3 separate regions of the Gossypium hirsutum genome follow, and all the other regions are linked to region 3. A link is a contact called in public Hi-C data. All regions are on one chromosome and are shown on one strand. The core of a region is the stretch at or near the end of the contact, and the rest is flanking DNA. Distances in the headings are between cores, read along the strand shown. Region 1 holds the start of LOC107912784. Region 2 holds the start of LOC107912783. Region 3 holds the start of LOC107912787 (putative phytosulfokines 6).

Region 1 (2,700 bases), core at 91-2,590, 290 kb before region 3:
AATTTTTCATAAATTTGCATGTTCCATAATCTAATTTTTTTAAAAAAATTATTAATTTTTTTTACAAAATACAATACCCATAAAAAATGCTTCTAAAACAAGAAATCCATGAATTTGAACCAAGGTTTCGAGCTTTTTGTAACACTTTCCGCTTCATTTGAGCACGACGCCGTTTTATTCTGGCCGTCCTTTGATGCCGCCGTTTTTGTGCACAAGAAGAAATTTCTTGATCCCAACGCGATCAGCTTCTCTTCCCTTCCCAAACCTGCTATCACACAAACCCAAAAATATTGGCAATCAATTACAGCCGTACGTTTCCCCAAAAATATAGAAACCTGATCTAACGGCTAATAAATTTTCGGGGGTAGTTTTTCTTTTTTCTTACTTTCTAAGCTGAATTGAGAATAATGGAGATCGAATAGCGCGGCGTCCGTTGGCGGCAGCATCGGTCGCCGACCTTCCTTCGAGTACTGCCTGACGGAGACCGTTATTAAGTCACCGACAGTTTTTTCCGGTGACATCACCACTTGCACGGCTCCGAGGCTCCCTTGAATCGTCACGTTCAATAGCAGCTTCGTCAACTTCGGCGGCCTCGCATCGGATGAGAGTGAAGTAGACCTCTCTGGAAGCAGGTCGGGAAGCGTCTTCGGCCGCCTCAGCTCCACCGGTTCCATCGTCTGGATTCTCCCGTGAAACGACGACGCCCTTTCAGATAACCTTACCCTCCGGCTCTTCTCCGGTTCCTTACGGTTATTTTTTGAATTCCTCATCGGATTGAAATGATCGACCGTGGTATATTATACAGTGATTCAAATCTTAAATAAATAAATAAATAAATAAAACTTCTCTTCGCTGCTTTTTTAGGTTGGAGAGTGAGACAATGATTACCACAATCGCCGGTGGCGGAAAAACCTAAACCGAGGGAAACCGAGAGCGGGGACAGAGCGACGGCTCTCGAGTTTCCGATCACAGTAAGCTATCATTAGCTGAATGGTATAGCTGTAAATAAACAGAGAACCAAAAGGCAAAGTAGAGAAGCTATGAAAGAAAGGATGGGAAACTGACTGCCTCTAGTACCCAACCCTCGCAGGCACTTTATATGGGAAGGAAAGCGAAGAACGAGCCAGAATCATTGAATCGCACTCAATCTACTATTCTCTTGGGTTACTGGCTATACCCGGTTGATGGGAAATAGATAATTTCATTTTACGCGCATTGCTCATTACTCTACCGCTCTGACTGGTAATTGCCCGCGGATATCACATTTCTGTGGCTTTGCTTGTTGGGTAGCGGGCTTCGTGTTAAAGTGCGCTGGTGAAGTATTGAGCCTCCTTAACCTTAAGCCTAAAAGTAAAAGTTCTATCGTCCACTAAATTTATAACACCTACGGAAAGATAGGGTCAAACTTCATCAATCCCCCCAAACTATCCACCAGATTCTATATTCGTCCCTAAGTTTCAAAATGCTTTAATTGAGTCCTCAAATTATTAATATTGCATTAATCATGCCATTCTTTTGGGTATATTTAAAAAAAATTGGGCACCTTGCATATGAAAAACTTGGATATCACGTTTTTTTTATAAAAAAAACAAATAGTTTTGATAAAATTTAGAATTATTTCTTTTTTTAACACGTCAGATCCAAGTTGTTTATATGATAGGTGCACCCATTTTTACAATTTAATCCACATTTGTAAAATATATTTTACAATATTGATACTTTAAGTCTCAATTAAAATATTTTAAAATTTAAAGACCAAATTAGAATGTAAACTATATTTTTGGTACTTATAATGGATTTAACCCACTAGAAGAATATTGGTTTAGTGTTGAGCCCACGTGACTACCATGTGGACCAATCTAACTTGTAGTTTTGTTTTTACTCTTTAAAAATGTTGACGTTCTTAGTTTTGTTTTAGGCTTTATTTATTATTAATCCCTTAAACTATACTCATTTTCCCATTGAACTTTTTTCCATATAAATACCTAAACTTTTATTATACTTTTAAGTCCAAAACTCAAATGGTGTTAAATAAAAAAATTGAAACCCAATCATAATATTTTGAGGTCATAATAATTTGATAAATAATATTTTCCATGTCATGTTTATTTAATATGAAAACCTTAAATTATTTTTTATTATTTCTCTAAAAAGTCCCCACTTCAGAAAACAAAAAAACCCCAAATCCTTGATTCAGCCAAACCCTATCTTTCTTTTATTTTTTTTTTTTGGCAAATCCAAGCTTTCATTTGGTTGATCGAATTTTGATGGGTTTTTTAAAACCTCAATTTGCACAGTAGATTTAAACGTATTTTCCATGAAAAATGATATCAATTCTGCATTTGCATTAGACTAAATGGTTTGCTGGAAATGAAGAAGGGAACATGAAAATGGCTTTTGGATTGAAGAAGAAGAGGGGTCAAGAGAGAATAAAAAAAATAAATTAATTTAACTTAAGTTTAATAAATAATATATTTATTCCATATGGATGATGATGATGTATATAAAAATGACATGGCCCATACTTCGGTTGGCTCCACATGTTGAACGGTTTTTTTAACGATGTTAACTTAAATAGGCTGAAACGATCGACTGAAGTAAAATTTAGTATCATATAAATAGAAATTTAAGTATCAATATAAAAAATATATATATAGTTTAGAGGTTAATTGTGAATAAATTTTTTGTTTTATTTAAATA
Region 2 (2,700 bases), core at 167-2,666, 330 kb before region 3:
CTACCTTAAATAAAGCTATAGGAAAACTCTATAAAAATAAAAGCTAAAATAATAGTCAAAGCCATTTCCAGAAATAGCCATCATATTTCCTTCTCTCAAGCTCTATAAAATTACTAAATAAACAAATTAAAAAAAAACTATCATCTTTGTAGTCAACCAATTTTGCCCGGGCCCTTTTAAAGTATTAAAATAAGCCAAACAAATAAGTCCAAGTAAATTGAACACACACAAATAAAGAATCCAAATTCAGAAATCCAATGTCCGGTTACAAATATTAGGGCCAAAAATAACTTAAACCCAAAATCCTTTAATATAGACTTAACCCAATCCTTAGTTCGAACAGCCCAAACCCGAGGCCTAATACACCCAAAACGAAACACAGCAGTCGAGAGCACCAGAAGCTTCTGGAATGCCAGAGAGTTGGGCTCCCATGAGAGGCTCCTCGCATGGCCTCCTTTGCGCGTCTCCTTTCTCCTCCGTACGGCCATCCCTGCGTTAGAATACACGAGAAGAGGCCAGCTAACAAAATACAACAAATGACAGCAATAAAAATGTATTTTTATTTATTATTTATTTTACTCTGTAAATTTGGCTATAAAACCAATGATTGTACCTGCAAAAGGGATTACGAATATACTACGCACACCAGATATAAAAAAATAGAGCATTTCACAAGCATTTTTTTAGAGGTGATTTTCTGTTTAATAGTTGCTTTTAAATTTCGGCTAAATGACTTCATTTTTATCTTTCATTATTGTATTAAAAAAATAATAGAAAGAAAGAGAGAAGAAATCTCACCTTATGGATCGGCCATTGATCTCTCTTTGCTTCGTCAGACTTGAAGTGGAAAAAGAGGTCTTAAGGCCGAAAATTATCATCAAAAGGCCACATTTGTCGGTTGTTGTTTTTAAGGGAAGATCGGCGTTGGTGTTAAAAGGGGAATCAAACGGCGCCATCCATCAATTGTAATGTTAAAAGCGGCAGCCGAATATGAGCAAACACTTAGGGTTTTTTCCCCCCTTTTCAATCTGCTCTGCTGAAATAAGCTCTTAGAAGCTGTTTTTTTTTCTTTTTTGCTTTTAATTGGCACCGTGAGACGACGACGTTTAAGCATGGATTTGTAGCCTTGAAATGACGCCGTTTAAGCTTGCCCGACCCGATCCGATTCCGTTACCCCTGGGATCCGCGTATTTTCGTGGAGAGGGATAATTCGCAATTGATCCTTCTTTTTTCGCGCTACTATTCAATTGCAAGCTATTTGCTTATTTCTTTTTTAATTTGGCTTGGTAATTTGAGTGCATTTGCAATTGGATCCATGCTTCAGCTGAATGTTTTTGGAGATCTGGAATATTTCCAGCTTTAACCCATATACGTTTGCACGCATTGCATGGGGGTCCTTATTTTTATAGTAGTAGTTTGTTTTATTTATAAATTATCCCTTTATTTTATAATTTTATTTCAATTGGTTTTTTTATTATTTTTTTAAATTCGTTTCACATTCAATTTTCCTTTTAGGTTCTTTTTTTTTTATATTTGGAGCTCCTTTGATGATTGTGTTTTGTTTTAAAGTCAGTACTATAAATTTATTTTATCATATCATTTTTACACTGTGTATAATATTTTATATGAATGTTTTTATGCATTATTATATATATAATTATTCCATGTATATTATTAATCTTATATTATTTTATACACATAATTTATTTTAAATTTATTCCTATATCTTATTATATATCTATGTTGTTTAAAGGAAAATCCTACATATTTTGTGTTTTTTTTCCTTAATTACTATTATACGTAACCCATATTAAATTATTTTACTATAGTCTACATTATTGATTTCATATTAATATTTCTTGTATGTATATTTTTTTTCTCTTTAAAATTATGCATGCGTATAATGCGTTTCTTTTAAGAACTATAATTTTAAGTCATACCATTTATTTATTGTATACACTCTCATATTTTATTATCCTTATATATGTATTATTTATATGTGCCATCAATTCAAACCAATTTGTTACATGTAAAATTATGTTATATATTATTTGTTTTAAAATTCCCTTTATAATATAGTTTTATAAATATACACCACTAAATTTATGTATTTTTGTAAATATAATTTTTTATCTTTTTGTGTATATGATTACATTTTCTAAAATTTGTTACATGTATAATTTATATATTTGCTTAATTTTTTTTCATACATTATTAATTTGATGCTATTTTTTTTACAAATAATTATTTCTAAATTTATTTATATTCATGTTCTATGAATTTATTATGTACATTATATTTTATCATGTGTTTTATTTTTATTTTATATTTTATATGTTATTTAAGCTATCATGCATGTTGTCAATTTTTCAAATGGATTTGTGCTTAAAATATTATGCATATTATTCAATTCAAAGGCTTTATTTTACAATATTTATTTCAAATGATAATATATCCCTAGTTTTTATACAAATTTGTCAACTTATATTATGTGTCCATTAATTCATCATTATTTTGAAAATGTCCTATACTATATTGACTTCTAATTCCATTTTATTTTGTACATATTTTGTGGATCGTTTTATATGTTGTCATGTTAGTTATTGTTGTATGTTATTTTTGTATTGATTGTTCACCATCCATGATTAAGAATTTGGTTACATTTTACTTAGAATAGTTGTACATAATTGTTGGATTTAT
Region 3 (2,700 bases), core at 33-2,532:
ATATACACTTTGAAGTAGTGATATTTAAGAGTTATCAGATCAGTAGGCTGAAGTGGTCAAAAGGAGTTATTTAAGATAAGTTGTAGAATCGGCAGCTTCAGCCTAGTATGCCATAGGATTGGGAACTTTGAACAGCCGAAAGTGAATTAATGCAGTAGAAATCTGTGACTAAATTTGCAAGAGCATAAATTCCCCAACTGTCCACTTAATTGCTTTGAATCCCATAGTCACCAAACTAGCTTAGATTTGAAACTGTCTTTCCATAAAACTTTGGAACTACTTTGGGTGGTGGGGAACTACTTTTGGCTTTGCTTTTCAACATCTTACCTTGGTTTTATCAAGTCAAAATAATATAACACCCCAGAGGCAAATCTCACATATTACAAAACTATTTAGCTACATAATTAGGTTTAACACTTACATTAATAATCATAATTAAGTTTATACTAACATACATATTCATTAACCTTAACCATAATCCATTCTGGAGGTTCCCAGACAACTTAATTATACATGGAACAACTTAACAAGAATATATACAAGGAATAGTCCTCAAGGCTTATGATGCTGGGTGTAAATGTAGTCCAAGTGAGCCTCTGAGATTATTCTTCTCTTCAAGCATTCATCATCTCCAGCATCACAAGCTTCTACCCCCAATAGCTGCTGCAAAGCATTGGAAAACAAAAACATCAAAATATTTAGCCAAATATTAAAAGATAGTGAGACGAAAGGCTGATGAAAAAGAGATAGGATTTGAAGCTTACATTCATTAGTTCATTGTCTTCCATATCCGCTGTTTGAGTAAGCTCTACCTCTTCTTTTCCTGCAGATGAAGAAGATAGGTTCATTGCTGCGGAAATCTCGGATCCAAATTCGAATTTCCTCGAAAACCGAATAAAAAAAATGGGGTGCTCACAGGCAGGCACTTACCTTGTTTGTTTGCTAGGGAACGAGCAGATAAATGGGAAGAGGAAATAAGAAACAGGAAGAAGAGAAGAAGAACACCAGAAATAAAGCTTTGCTTCATGGTTTTAGCCACACTGCCCTTCAAGTAAGCGAGAGAGAGAGAGAGAGAGAGTGTGTGTGTGTTGGGAATTGGAATGGTGGAAATGGAAGTGGGGATATGTTGCATATAAATACGTGCGAAGAAAAGCTTAGCACCGGAAGTTAATCACATGAAGGCTGTTTCACATAGGCCATAACCCCCCACAAACAATAATTATTTACTCAAGATGTGGGGCTAATGGCTAAAAAGTAAAAACCATGATCTTGGATTACAATAATATTTAAGTTGTTTAAACGTGTGACAACAGCAGCAATATTAAGAGGGGAGAGAAAGAGCTTGAGTCACTGTCTGCCAGGGTGGTCCAAGCAAAGTCCAAGAACTCTCACAGATCAATGTAATAGTGGTTTTGACAGCGTCTAACAAGTCAACCTTTTGGACATTGCTAACAGCTGTTGCCCATCATCACATGTTTTAAGTTTTAACACATCACCATGTTTTGACAAGTGTCTATTGATTGCACTTACGAAAACACCGTCATACAAAATGCTAAACTAATCTTTTATTAATTAATGTTGGGTCAGTAAAGAAAACATGGAGCATGAGAAAAGCATTCCAAAATACACACTACAAAGACCCCCACTCTTAATTGCAACCCCGCGTCAGCAACCTGCACTAACGGCAACCCCAACCAAATTTATATAATACGAATTTAAATCCTATCATAATTATAAAAAAATATTGATAATTTAAACACAAATATGAACTTAGCATTGTCACCCCATCAACAATACCAATCGTATCTTTCTAAATTGATAAGTTTTGGCAACTTTGAAAATGATACTTTTCCTAGATGCCAGGCAAGGATATGAAATCAAATTTTTTTATGCTGTCGGCCACAATTGATTAATAAGTAATTTCTATCATGGTTAGTAATGCCGTGGGGATTTGTTTATTCATGCATGGAAAAAGATGGTGCAATCTTTTATTTATTTTTTATTTTTGGAAAACGGTGGTTGCTGTTTCACTATAACAATGGTGGGGTGGGGAGGGAGCCACTTCATTTTTTTAGAGTATGTCAGATGAGATAGTGCTTTTGAGTTTTGTCGTCTCTTGATGGTGTTTTTTATGTCCGAATTAAAAAAATGGTGATTATGCTTCTCTTTTGGAAGATTTGAATTGTTCGTTACTTTGCAGGAAGAATTAAAAGCCTTAAAAAAAAAAAAAGACCATTGAAGGTATCGGATTCTATAAGTAAATCATATTAAAATTCGTCATTAATAAATAAGTTGGATCGTCTCCTTGGAATCAGAATGTGTGCTTGTATTTTCCTGTTAAGAATCACTACCATGAGATATTATTCTTCTTTTTATCAGTGAAACTATTAAGACTCTTAACTTCAATCCTTGCTGTTCAAAGCAAAATTTTGGAAAAACCATAAACAAATTGACCAACTAAAGTTTGAACATTTGACTCTACAGTACGTACATGTATCACATGCTTCAGTAGGATTTTTCTATATAATTAGGTCAATATATTATTTTGTGGTATATAGGGAACTCATTAATTTTGATAAAATAAAAATTTGGCACTGTTAATGCAGGTTGTACCTTGAATGAATATGAGTAGCTTGAGTGTCAACAAAGTCCAGCGCAGCCACAGAAGATTTTTAACACCAAATTTTGGTTGATATTAGA

What was found. A called contact is a pair of places that touch in the nucleus more often than the background predicts.
Region 1: a Hi-C map of leaf shows a contact between it and region 3, with 1.7 times the contacts expected there. The contact joins the promoter of LOC107912784 here to the promoter of LOC107912787 in region 3. A contact is called at or near these places in 9 of 34 Hi-C or Micro-C datasets (callus, leaf, petal and 1 more).
Region 2: a contact with region 3 is called in a Hi-C map of leaf, with 6 times the contacts expected there. The contact joins the promoter of LOC107912783 here to the promoter of LOC107912787 in region 3. A contact is called at or near these places in 6 of 34 Hi-C or Micro-C datasets (hypocotyl and leaf).

What each region holds. Positions count from the first base shown.
Region 1 is chrA09:64,711,508-64,714,207 of Gossypium_hirsutum_v2.1, forward strand. LOC107912784 reads right to left here and starts at 1,341. Exons shown (of 2, transcript XM_016841111.2): 1 at 386-1,341; 2 at 1-265. The coding sequence starts at 770. The coding sequence ends at 93.
Region 2 is chrA09:64,676,815-64,679,514 of Gossypium_hirsutum_v2.1, forward strand. LOC107912783 reads right to left here and starts at 1,417. Exons shown (of 2, transcript XM_016841108.2): 1 at 799-1,417; 2 at 69-519. The coding sequence starts at 956. The coding sequence ends at 177.
Region 3 is chrA09:65,003,575-65,006,274 of Gossypium_hirsutum_v2.1, forward strand. It overlaps LOC107912787 (putative phytosulfokines 6), which reads right to left and starts at 1,283. Exons shown (of 3, transcript XM_016841115.2): 1 at 931-1,283; 2 at 765-823; 3 at 349-660. The coding sequence starts at 1,132. The coding sequence ends at 553.